Linked DNA regions of Sus scrofa: all the other regions are linked to region 2. The links are chromatin contacts, called in public HiChIP or PLAC-seq maps. All regions are on one chromosome and are shown on one strand. The core of a region is the stretch at or near the end of the contact, and the rest is flanking DNA. Distances in the headings are between cores, read along the strand shown.

Region 1 (2,700 bases), core at 93-2,592, 180 kb before region 2:
ACTCAGCACGTGGGCCCGGCTCCGCAGCCATGTGAGCGCTCCGGGCGCTTGGGCGCTCTGGGTGTCCTCCCTGGGGCAGAGCACCACTCTTGGGGCTCCTCAAGTGCCGCTCCCTACTGTCACTGAGGATTCCCCAGTGAGATCGTACACATTCCCCCAGCCCCTCCTGCCTGGAACCCAGATCGCCCCAATGCTCCTTAAGTTCTTTCAAGCCTGCAGGAGCTAAGGAAGAGGAAGAGAGGAGGGGCGCGCGGGGGGGGGGTCCTCCTGAGAAGTCCAGGCATGCCATAACTGCAGGGGGTGGACAGACGGGGGCGTTTCGGGGCACTGCTCCAGAGCTCCCAGTTCCTTTAAACTGTTCATCTCAGCACACGTACCCGCTCTCCATTTCCTCCTTCCTCGCTATACGAGTGCTTCAGGCTAAAGGGAGCTTTGGGACTCTGAGGGGGTGATGGTTGGGCGCCTCCGAGGGCATTCCCAGGCCGAAGAACCTGTTCTGGAAATCCCAGTCTAGCAAATCCTAGCGTGGCCCCCATCACACTAGCAAATCCCTAGGCGGAGGGAGTCCCCAGTCCCTTACAAAGTTCCTCTTGTTCTAAGGCGTAAGGCGTAGATGGAGGAGAGGAGACAGCAACAGAGAAAGAATGATGGTAGCAAAGAAATCTTAGTACCTGTGTTGTTGTTGGAGTCCAGGGTCGTCATGTCTTCACCGGCTGACAGCGGTCATTCAAACTGGACCTTGACACAAACTGGAGGTTAGAATTGTCACTGTCGCCCCCTGGGCACTGGCTGAGGGCCAAGAGTGGACCCGGTTCGCGATCAGGATCTGAGGCACCCTGCAGCAAGGTCTTGGGTTGGCCGGACTGCAGTCCTGCAGAAGGGTAGGACGCTGAAGCAACGGAGATCTGCTTTGCATGGGAAGAGCAGAGAGAGTGTGGGGGAAGGGGCGGGGGGAATCAGCCTGCGGTAGTTCTGGCCAGAAGGTAGCAAGAAGGGTCGGGTCTCTGCAGTGCACGGGATGCCACTGCCTGACGGCTCCGCAGCGCTGCAGGGTAGCGAATCTGGAGCTCCCGGTGCAAAAGTCCCAGAGGGAGAGAGGTTGCAGTCAGGAAGTAAGTAGGTGATGGGGAGAAAGGGGGCACCCAGGCGCGAAGAAGCGAGACGTGTGCCCTGCTACGTTCCCTCAGCAGCAATATTTCACTCTGCCAATCTCAGCCGCCTTTTGCCCCAGCCTTTTTCCCTGGGACAGAGGGCTCTGCGCAGGCGCCAGCAACCCAGGGTTCCCGGGCCGCACGCGGCACTGGAGCAGGTACCATGTGATCCCAGGGAGCGCCTCGTGCCCCAGTGACACACTTTTCCAGCAGCAGGCACGTTGAGCTCCGTGCGCCTGCGTAAACCCGAGGCTGTCGGGATATGTAGTCCGCTGGCAAAGTGGGCGGGCTGCGTTATTTCCCCACTTCCTCCTGCAAAAGCTCTTGCTGGGACCGGGGAGGAGCTGAGAGCCGCATGGGGTGGGGTGCGCTGAAGGCTCAGGGTGGCTCGTTTGGAAAGCCTGTATGGCAGAGGCATGTGAATTCCTAAGGAGGGACTGGCAAGCTTGGCTGCTCCCTGGGAGATCAAAGCTAACAGCTCCTTTCTGCAGACCTTGCAAACGTGAGGGCTTCACGTGATTGCAGGACTGACCTAGCCTTTGAGGTTACTGTTAACAGGAGAGAGATGACAAGTAGGGGAGGGTGACACCCCCAGGGTCAGGAACTTAAGCTGAACTTCTGCTGCTCAGGACCAAGTCCTGAGATGGAAAGGAAACGTGACTCCTTGTAGGGAAAAGAGTTGCCATGGGGGTGAGGATGTCCTTGGGGACTCCCTGTTTGCTTGTATGACACCACCCCACCCACTCAAGTTGACTTTGGGGTGAGTCATTTCCTTTTGTCTGGGAAATAAAAAAGACAAGGAAGGGGAACTGTGGTGAAAGTGCTTTTCCGTCCTAACGTAAAGGAGCCAGAGGTGAGGCAAGAGCCTGGGAGCAGAGTGACACCTCCACCCCCAGTGCTTCAGGGTAGCGTGGATTCCACAGAAGGGCACACAAAGACCGCCTTACCCTCCCTCCTTTGCTGACAGGAGAATGAGGCTTAGAAGGAGCGATTGGCCCAAGGTCAGACATCCCTTGCTAGTTTCATTTGCCCACCGTTAGGGAGGTGGGTGGCTGTGAAAGTGAAACACTGAACAGGGGTTAGAAACAGCCAGCATCTCTCTTTAGAGGAGCAACTGCCCCATTGGTGCAAACCTGTCCTGGTCTCAAGTAAAGTAGAGAGAGGTCTATTCTGTGGTCTATTCTGTTTGAGGTTTGGGCTACGTAGAGAGCTGGGAGCCTCTTTTTTTTTTTTTTGGCTTTTTAGGGCCACACCCACGGCACATGGAAGGTCCAGGGCTAGGGGTCGAATTGGAGCTGCAGCTGCCAGCCACAGCCACAGCCACAGCAACATGGGATACAAGCCATGTCCACGACCTACACCACAGCTCATGGCAACGCCCGACCTTTAGGCTCAGGGATGAAACCTGAGTCCTCATGGATACCAGTCACTAGTCGGGTTCATTACTGCTGAGCCACAAGAACTCCTGGGAGCCTCTTGCAGCAGGCGAGTGAAGAATGAACCTGGGCCACCTGCTGCTTCCTGCTAATCCCTCCCAGTCCCACTGCCT
Region 2 (2,700 bases), core at 143-2,642:
TTCTGCGCCGGGACCTCAGGGCAGAGCGTCTCGCCGACACTGCTTGTCCTACCTAACCAAGGCCGAGGGCCTAAAGCTGGAGAGAGACAGTCAGATACCTCAATCCTAGGCAGGGCCGTGCAGCCGGTGCCGGTGCGATCGTGGGCTACACCCGTGTCCACTCCCAGCCTCGGGTCCCTTGTCTGTAAAGCAGGGGCCGTCGGGCCGATGGGTTTGAGAGCTCTGCCAGTCGGGTCAGGCTGAGAGCCTCCTCACTGGGGTGGACGCCTGAGAGTGTGGCACTTCCCCTTCCAGTGGGAAGTCCTGTGGGGGGCACTTGTGGCCACTTCTCCGACCAGGAAAGGGGAGGGGTGTTCCCTACTGATTCCTCTTCCTCCTCCCCGCCCCCCACCCCAGTAGATGGGGAGATGGTCCTTCCAAATGGAGCCACAGGCTGGGAGGGGAATTGTGGCTCTGCTGGGGGTTGAGGTCTCCGCAGAGAGAATGATTCAGATCCTGCCCCGCTAGAACAAGAACGCGAGCTTTCCTGGCTCCTCAGCCTGGGCCAGGAAAAAGAAGCTGGAGACTGAGTCCCTTGCATGTACGAGTGCTCCTGGGCGCCCCCTACTCGGCTCTTGAAAGATCCACGAGCCGCTGTCCATTGGGGGTAAGGGAACTAGGGATCGCTGAGGGGTACGGTTGGGCCGAAGGTCCTCCGACCCACTCGAGCCGGAGAGGTTATTTGGCGGGAGAGGCGAGGAGGTGTGCCTGAGGGCCGTCTACCTGCTCTGGCACTCCTTTTTTTGCCGGTAAGAAAATTAAGATTCAGAGAAAAGAAAGAGACTTGTTCAAGGTCACACAGCTCTCAGTTCCAAGGGGTTCCTCGAGGAAGATTATAATTATGGGAGTCTAGGGGCTTGACAGCTAGGGGCGGAGTCACTGTATTCACTTCCATATTACGTTGCCGCCTCTCTAACCCCGGCTTAGGTGCCATCAGGGTGTGTGTGTGTGTGTGTGTGTAACCCCGACTTAGGTGCAAGAGGTTGTGTGTGTGTGTGTGTGTGTCTGTGTAACCCCGGCTTAGGTGCAAGAGGTGTGTGTGTGTGAGATACTTGCCCCTGTGAGTGTGGGTGTGTGTGGTCGGAGGGAAGGGAGTGTGATACCACACATTGCCGTCCCTTCTCCACTGAGCCTTCTTTCCGTTCTTCGCGCAGAACTTCTTCGCCTCCTCGCCCTGAGTCTCTCCTTTGGGGGCAGAGGGAGGGATTCTCCCAGATTCCCACGGTCCAGCTTCTGCTAGGCGCGGCTCCTTTAAGACTCACCCTTTCCCTGGGTCTATTAGGGAGAAAGGGGGGCGTGATCTTGTGGGCCCGCCCCTGGATGGTGATTGGTCTGTGGGAGGACGGGGGCGGACCGGAGGTTGAGGGCCTCCCCGCGGCTCGGTACCCTCCGCCCCCCCAGTCTGGGGCTCCGGGTAAAGTTTCAGCCTCCGCACGTGACTCGCCATGGCCGCTGCTTTCGCCCCGCGCCCCTGAGCCGCGGCCCCCCCCAACTGGTCGTCTCCCTGGACCCCGCAACCCCTGACGCGGAGCGGCTCCAAGGCGCAGGGTCAGGGCAGACGCTGTGCCCGCGGGCGACCGGGACGGATTGCGTCCCCCCCCACTGCGAGGTAACCTCTCCCCCCGGGGATTTTGGAGAGCCCCGGGCCCTCGCAGGCATCGTCGCCCCTCGGTCTGCTGCTGATAGGACCCGCGGGGTGGAAGAGACCCAGTGCCGGGCGGGTTCGGACGGCCACCTGGGGTTTCCTGGGCTTCCCAACCCGCCGCCGCCGTGCTCGGGGTGGGGGAGCCCCGTCTGTGAGTCTGTCTGCGCCCGTGTCTTCGCGCGCAGCCGTGAGGCGTCTGGGGCCGTCTGCCGCGCGTGTCTCAGGCGTCCGAGCTGTGGCAGAACCGCCGCTGGGAACTCCTGCTCTCTCTCGCTTTTTCTCTTCACAAACAAACAAAACAAAAAGATTTTCAAACCTGTTTGGGGAGAGATCAGATGCCCAACGGACTAGCCCCCTCCTTCTTTCCCTGCTGTTATCTGAGCCGCCCTGTGGTTTGGGGAGAATCAGCCCGGGGGCCCACCCCATCTGAGGCAGCCAGTTGGGAGGCGGGGCCCATTCAGCTGGTGTCCCCCGTGGAGTGCGGGGAGCCGTCAGAATTGGGTACGGGGAGCCAGTGCAGCCAGGGGAGGGATGTCTCTGGGTTTGTAGGCACCATGGGGTTGTGGAAGCTTGTGGGGGTATGAGAAGGATGGAATAGATTGGTTGTCTTGGTTCTGCCCAGGGTGTCTGGGACCTGGTGCCACCCACGAGGTGGAGAAGCTGCTAGCCAGATGTGTATGTGGGAGGGGGAAGCTGGAAAATCTGCTTGGCAGTGCCCTTTCTCCTCTCCGGGCATGGCCCTGTTGTCGGGTTGCTCTGGGGGAAGGGGGCCGTGCACTAGGCTGGAGATGAGAACCAGCTCATGTGGAAATCATACAAGAAAAGCCCCCAGTCTTGGAGACACTTGTCCACTGTCCAGCCTACCTTGGATAGCATGCCTTTGTGCTGGCGTGGAGGGGTACCCTGGGCCTCCACCAACTGCCAGCTCCCTCTTCTGTAACCAGATTGCCTTCTGCCTGGGAGACGTGTGCACATGTGTGCCTGTGTGCCTGTGTACCGTGTATGTTGTACCGTGT
Region 3 (2,700 bases), core at 157-2,656, 250 kb before region 2:
CTGATATAATGTCTGGAGCAGGGTTGTCCTCTGGAGGTTCTTGGGAGGGAGAGGAGGCCCCTCACGGTTCTGTTAAACCCGCCCCTATATTCCCATGGAGCTGGGCCCAGGGATGGGCTCAGTCGGGGCCTGGTAGCCAGTTGCCTAACCTAAGGTGTTGTTGGGGGCCAAGGCCACCCTGCAGGCCAGGGGACCAGAGGCAAGAAATGACTGGATTAGCCGGTGACGTCCCTTCCCGTTGTGGCCACCAGGGGGCCCCGTCTCCGCAGAGATGGCCTGGCCCAGTCAGACACACCCACTCCTCATCCAAAGGCTCACTGTTCTGGCACCTTGTAGGGTAAATTGGGACAGAAAGTGACAGCCTTGAGTGCAGTTGGTCAGACTTCCCCAGGTAGGCCCCATGGCCTGTGGAAAACTCTCAGGCGCCAGGCAGAGGTCCAGGTTATAACTCTGACTCTGCTGCCCATGACCTTGGGCAAGGCTCTGCCCTCACTGGCCCAGTTCACAGGGTTGGAACGAACTCCAAAGTCCCTTCCAGCGCTCACAGTGCATGGTTCTCCAGTTTGAAGCCAGGCACTTTCTTCTTTCTCACCCTTCTCTGCTCAGGACAGCACCCATACTCTGGCTGGCAGTGAACCTGGCCAGGGAAGCCCCATATCCCAGATCCTCAAGCCCCAAAGCACTAGGACATTGTCGGGGGAGGGGTAGTGCGGGGGGAGGAGGAGGAAGGGCAAGGTCAGGTGAACTAAGAGGCTCGAAGGGTCTTGCTTCATCAGGACAGTCATCCGGTTTCCTCCAGTCTCTGCCAGGATTCCGGGGGCTTAAAGGAATGAGTCATGGGGGGGATTGGGGAGTTCCCAGCTACCCAGTTCAGAACAGGAACCTGGGATGGTGCCTATCACAGTGTGGGCTGGGGACAGGAGGCAAGACCCCCATGTCCTTATCTCAGGCTCCAGCCCCTCCGAAGGGCACTCAGGGAGGCAGGTGCCTGGGAATTTGGGGGATAGAAACGGGAGCACCTAGCTTCTTCCTTCTCAGAGCTGGGGCTGAGGGAGCAGGTGGCTTGAGAATCCCAAGAGAGAGTGGCAAAGGGGGCTTCATGGGGACATGTGCCGGGGAGGGAGGGAGGCCTGCCTCTGCCCTGAGTTCTGACCTTACTCCAGCCCCCAAGGCCTCTATCACTGGCTCAGCTTTTGTTTAGCGGTTCAAACACCCTGGGGCAATGCAGGCCTGGGTGGGGCTAGGGGAGGAAGGGAGTCCGAGGGGGACCAGACGTCAAAGAAGAATCAGAGATTCCACAATTTCACAAAACTTTCGCAAACAGTTTTTTTTTTTTGTTTTGCCCCAACCGCCCTGCATTGTCCTGGACAACAAATTTGCATAAGTCTTGGGAAGTTATTACTAAGCCTTAGTCGCGGCACCAGGTAATTTCCTCCCAGGCCTCCATGGGCTTATGTATAAAGGCCCCCAGATCTGGTCCCTGACAGAACCCAGAACCTACAGACCCACCCAGACCCTCGGCTGAGCCTGCTGCCCAGAGCCCCATGAAGCTGATGGGTGAGTGTCCGGGGCCCTGGACGTGGGGAGGGGCAGAGGGGCAGAGGACTGGGGGTCCCTAGGATCCTGGAAAGGGACTCAGGTGGAGTGGACGGCACGTTCCCTGAGCCCCTGTCTGCTCCCAGCCCTGCAGCTGCTGCTCTGGCACATTGCACTCTGGATGGTGCCCGAAGCCGCCCCTCTCAGCCCTGCCAGCTCCCTGCCCCAGAGCTTCCTGCTCAAGTGCTTAGAGCAAGTGAGGAAAATCCAGGCTGATGGCGCCGAGCTGCAGGAGAGGCTGGTGAGTGAGGGAGGCCGGCAGCGGAGGGTCAGGGAGGGGACAGAGGTGCTGCAGGAGGGGGCACAGAGGAGAGGTTGGGGGAGAAGGAGGCGAAGGGACCCTTGGGAAAGAATGCCTCCAGATTGGGAGAGGAGAGACTGGGGGTAATGGACTGGCAAGGAGAGGTGGAGCCCTGGGCACTGGCACAGAGCTGGGGGCGGGGGAGAACTTCTTGGGGACAGTGCTGGGAGGGGCTGGCTGCGGAGTGGACGGAGGAAGGGGAGCAAGAAGCCTGGTGGGAGGTGGAAGGAGGAAAAGACCTCAGAGAGATGGGGGCGCTCGGAAGGGAGGACAGCCCAGCCCTGTCAGCCCCCCTCACTCGGCATCCTTCCCGCCCCCAGTGTGCCACCCACAAGCTGTGCCACCCCCAGGAGCTGGTGCTGCTCGGGCACTCTCTGGGCCTCCCCCAGGCTTCCCTGAGCAGCTGCTCCAGCCAGGCCCTGCAGCTGGTGAGTTCCGGAGGGGAGAAGGGAGGTGAGGGGGTAGGAAAGGTGATCTGGAAGGAACACCCCCTGACTCCTCCCCATCCCCCCAGACTGGCTGCCTGAACCAACTGCATGGCGGCCTCGTCCTCTACCAGGGCCTCCTGCAGGCCCTGGCGGGCATCTCCCCAGAGCTGGCCCCCGCCCTGGACATACTGCAGCTGGATGTCACCGACTTAGCCACCAACATCTGGCTGCAGGTGAGTCTCTCTGGGAGCAGCAAGCATTGGGGGCCTGGACCCAGATGGTCTTCAAAGGCCGTGCTGCCAGCCCGGGGATCCCGGGGTTCTTTAGGGCTGGGGCAGGAGCCTTGCAGGGCTGGGAGGGGCAGGGGGCGTTGGA
Region 4 (2,700 bases), core at 98-2,597, 150 kb before region 2:
TGACGGAAACTCTGGTACTGAAAGTCTTGACACTGAAAAAGATCACCACAATCTATGTGCCTCTTGCCATACAACCCCCTCTCCCCTTCATTGGTATCCCTAACTTCAATAAAATCCCCCTTGCAGATCTGAGGCCATAAAGTCTGGTAGAAGAAGGCTGGGGCTCTCTTGGCTTCTCAACACATTCACACCTATTTATCTCAATTTTCCAGTGCTTTATGCTTTGGGCCCACAAGGCAGAGATACAGTTTTAATTAGAGGTTTTCACATTGGGCCAAAGAATGTTAGTCATCTCCCTCTCCATATGGACTGAAGAAAAAAAAAATCCCACCTCAACAGAAAAGAAAAACAATCAATTAAAACTATTAAGAGTTTTTCCACGAGGAATTCTGTGAGGATTTGTTGGCTAAAGTTGCCTGGAAGTTAAGACGGACAGACACATACACACAAGGAACACGGAGAAGATGAAGTGCTCAGCATAAAATACCCTAAATTATTCCTATTCTGGGTAAAGGTAAAAATGCCTTCCTTTCTTCAGTCTTTCATGAACCCCCAGAAGATGCTAGAAGTGACTTAAGAAGGCTGGGGACATGGCCGTTGGGAAAGAACTGTTGGTAGCTGGCAATACTTCATTTCAGGGAGGTGGTGGCAACAACTCCCCAGGCAGCAGACAGCAGGGATTTTCCTTCCTTGGGGAACCAGAGGTCCCCTCCGTTTCTGGTCTGGATCCCTTAGAGACAAAGAACTTCATTCTCTCCCATACCAGTGTGGGGCTGCTGGGGAGTGCAGGGGGTGGAGGGGTTAGAATTCTATGCCCAGAAAACACCCACAGGAGCCTGCATCCTGACTCCGGTCCAGGAGGCGTGCGGGGCTGCGGGGGCCGCAGGGCCCCTCTGGCGAGGGCCAGACGGGTTGCCAAGGTGCCCCGGGAAGGGGCCGCCCAGCGCAGGGCGGGTACGTGGAGCGCTCGGTACACTTCCACGGAGGGCGCCTCAGCCTCCCGAAGCCCCCTTCCTTGCTCTCAGCCCCATTCTCTCGCGCTCCTCTCTCCCGGGGAGCCTCCGCAGTCGCCCTTTCTTCCCTCCTCCTGGCCCTCCCCCGGCTCGCCCCTCCCCCGGCAGCCCACCTTCACCCCGCCGCTCCGCCGGCTTCTGGGTCCTCGCCCCTCATCCCCGGCCTCCCCTCGCCGGCCCCCGCGCCCGGCGCCCCCGCGGCCCCCTCCCCGCCCTCCTCGAGGCGGCGGCGGCCCCTTTCACAATAGCGCGGCCCGCCTCCCTCCTCTCGGCTCCCGGTTCGCTCCCGCCCGCGTCCCTCCCAGCGCATGCGCCCTCCTGCCGGCGGCGGCCGCGGCGGCGGCGGCTCGGAGCGGCTCCGTTTTTTTAAAGGGAAACGCTGAGGCGCCGGGGGTGACAGTGGGGGAGGGGGACTCGGAGCCCGGAGACCCCCAGGGGAGGCGACAGACCCCCTCCCGGAGTAGGAGGGCTTTGGGCGGACCCATCCCTCCCACCCCCTCCTGAGGAGGAGAGGGGGGAAAATGGAGGCTCGGGGCGGCTGAGGCGAGCTCCGGGGCGGGGGGCCGGGGCGGGGAAGGGGGGTGTGGGGTGGGGAGACGAGGCGGGCCCGGCCGGGCCAGGGGGGGCCGAAGCGAGCTCCGGGGATGAGCTCGGGGCGGCTGGGTGCGAGCTCCTGCCTCTGAGGCGAAGGCGGCGGCGGCGGCAGCAGAGGCGGCGGCGAGGCCCCCATGGGCCGGCGGCGGGCCTCAGCCGCGGCCTCCACTTCTCCGCACGCCGGCGGGATGGCGCCCGGGCCCCGGAGGAGCCGCGCTAGCCGAGGCCTGCTGCCGCGCTGCTGAGGCGAGCCCGCCAAACTCCCCTCCCCCTCCTCCGTCCTCGACCCCCAGCACCTCGCCCCTTCCCCACCCCCTCCTCCGTCTCGGTCCCCGGCGCTGCTCCGGACCACTATGACCATGAGATCCGCAGTGTTCAAGGCGGCCGCGGCCCCTGCCGGCGGCAACCCTGAGCAGCGACTGGACTACGAGCGGGCTGCGGCGCTGGGCGGGCCCGAGGACGAGCCCGGGGCGGCCGAAGCCCACTTCCTCCCCCGGCACCGTAAGCTCAAGGAGCCGGGGCCCCCGCTGGCCTCCTCCCAGGGCGGGAGCCCCGCGCCCTCCCCGGCCGGCTGCGGCGGCAAGGGCCGGGGCTTGTTACTCCCGGCCGGGGCGGCCCCCGGGCAGCAGGAAGAGAGCTGGGGCGGCTCGGTGCCCTTGCCCTGTCCGCCCCCGGCCACCAAACAAGCTGGCATTGGGGGGGAGCCAGCGGCAGCCGGAGCCGGCTGCAGTCCCCGACCCAAGTATCAGGCGGTGCTGCCCATTCAGACGGGCTCTCTCGTGGCGGCGGCCAAAGAGCCTACGCCCTGGGCTGGGGACAAGGGTGGGGCGGCTCCCCCAGCTGCCACCGCCTCGGACCCGGCGGGACCCCCACCACTACCTCTGCCCGGGCCGCCACCCCTCGCGCCCACCGCCACCGCCGGGACCCTGGCGGCCAGCGAGGGCCGATGGAAGAGTATGAGGAAGAGCCCTCTCGGGGGTGGCGGCGGCTCGGGAGCCTCCAGTCAGGCCGCCTGCCTCAAACAGATCCTTCTGCTGCAATTGGACCTCATCGAACAGCAGCAGCAGCAGCTGCAGGCCAAGGAGAAGGAGAT

What was found. HiChIP or PLAC-seq counts read pairs in DNA pulled down with a chosen protein or histone mark.
Region 1: an H3K27ac HiChIP or PLAC-seq map of alveolar macrophages shows a contact between it and region 2. The contact joins the promoter of NR1D1 here to the promoter of RARA in region 2. A contact is called at or near these places in 2 of 2 datasets of contacts at active chromatin or transcription factors (alveolar macrophages and skeletal muscle).
Region 3: an H3K27ac HiChIP or PLAC-seq map of alveolar macrophages shows a contact between it and region 2. The contact joins the promoter of CSF3 here to the promoter of RARA in region 2. A contact is called at or near these places in 2 of 2 datasets of contacts at active chromatin or transcription factors (alveolar macrophages and skeletal muscle).
Region 4: a contact with region 2 is called in an H3K27ac HiChIP or PLAC-seq map of alveolar macrophages. The contact joins the promoter of MSL1 here to the promoter of RARA in region 2. A contact is called at or near these places in 2 of 47 Hi-C or Micro-C datasets (heart right ventricle and liver) and 1 of 2 datasets of contacts at active chromatin or transcription factors (alveolar macrophages).

The regions. Positions count from the first base shown.
Region 1 is chr12:22,262,191-22,264,890 of Sscrofa11.1, reverse strand. It overlaps NR1D1 (nuclear receptor subfamily 1 group D member 1), which reads right to left and starts at 1,342. Exons shown (of 8, transcript XM_021067027.1): 1 at 672-1,342. The coding sequence starts at 702.
Region 2 is chr12:22,084,451-22,087,150 of Sscrofa11.1, reverse strand. RARA (retinoic acid receptor alpha) reads left to right here and starts at 1,392. Exons shown (of 9, transcript XM_003131474.6): 1 at 1,392-1,648.
Region 3 is chr12:22,334,655-22,337,354 of Sscrofa11.1, reverse strand. It overlaps CSF3 (colony stimulating factor 3 (granulocyte)), which reads left to right and starts at 1,406. Exons shown (of 5, transcript NM_213842.1): 1 at 1,406-1,557; 2 at 1,683-1,837; 3 at 2,218-2,325; 4 at 2,412-2,558. The coding sequence starts at 1,545.
Region 4 is chr12:22,236,204-22,238,903 of Sscrofa11.1, reverse strand. MSL1 (male-specific lethal 1 homolog) reads left to right here and starts at 1,347. Exons shown (of 9, transcript XM_003358056.4): 1 at 1,347-2,700. The coding sequence starts at 1,961.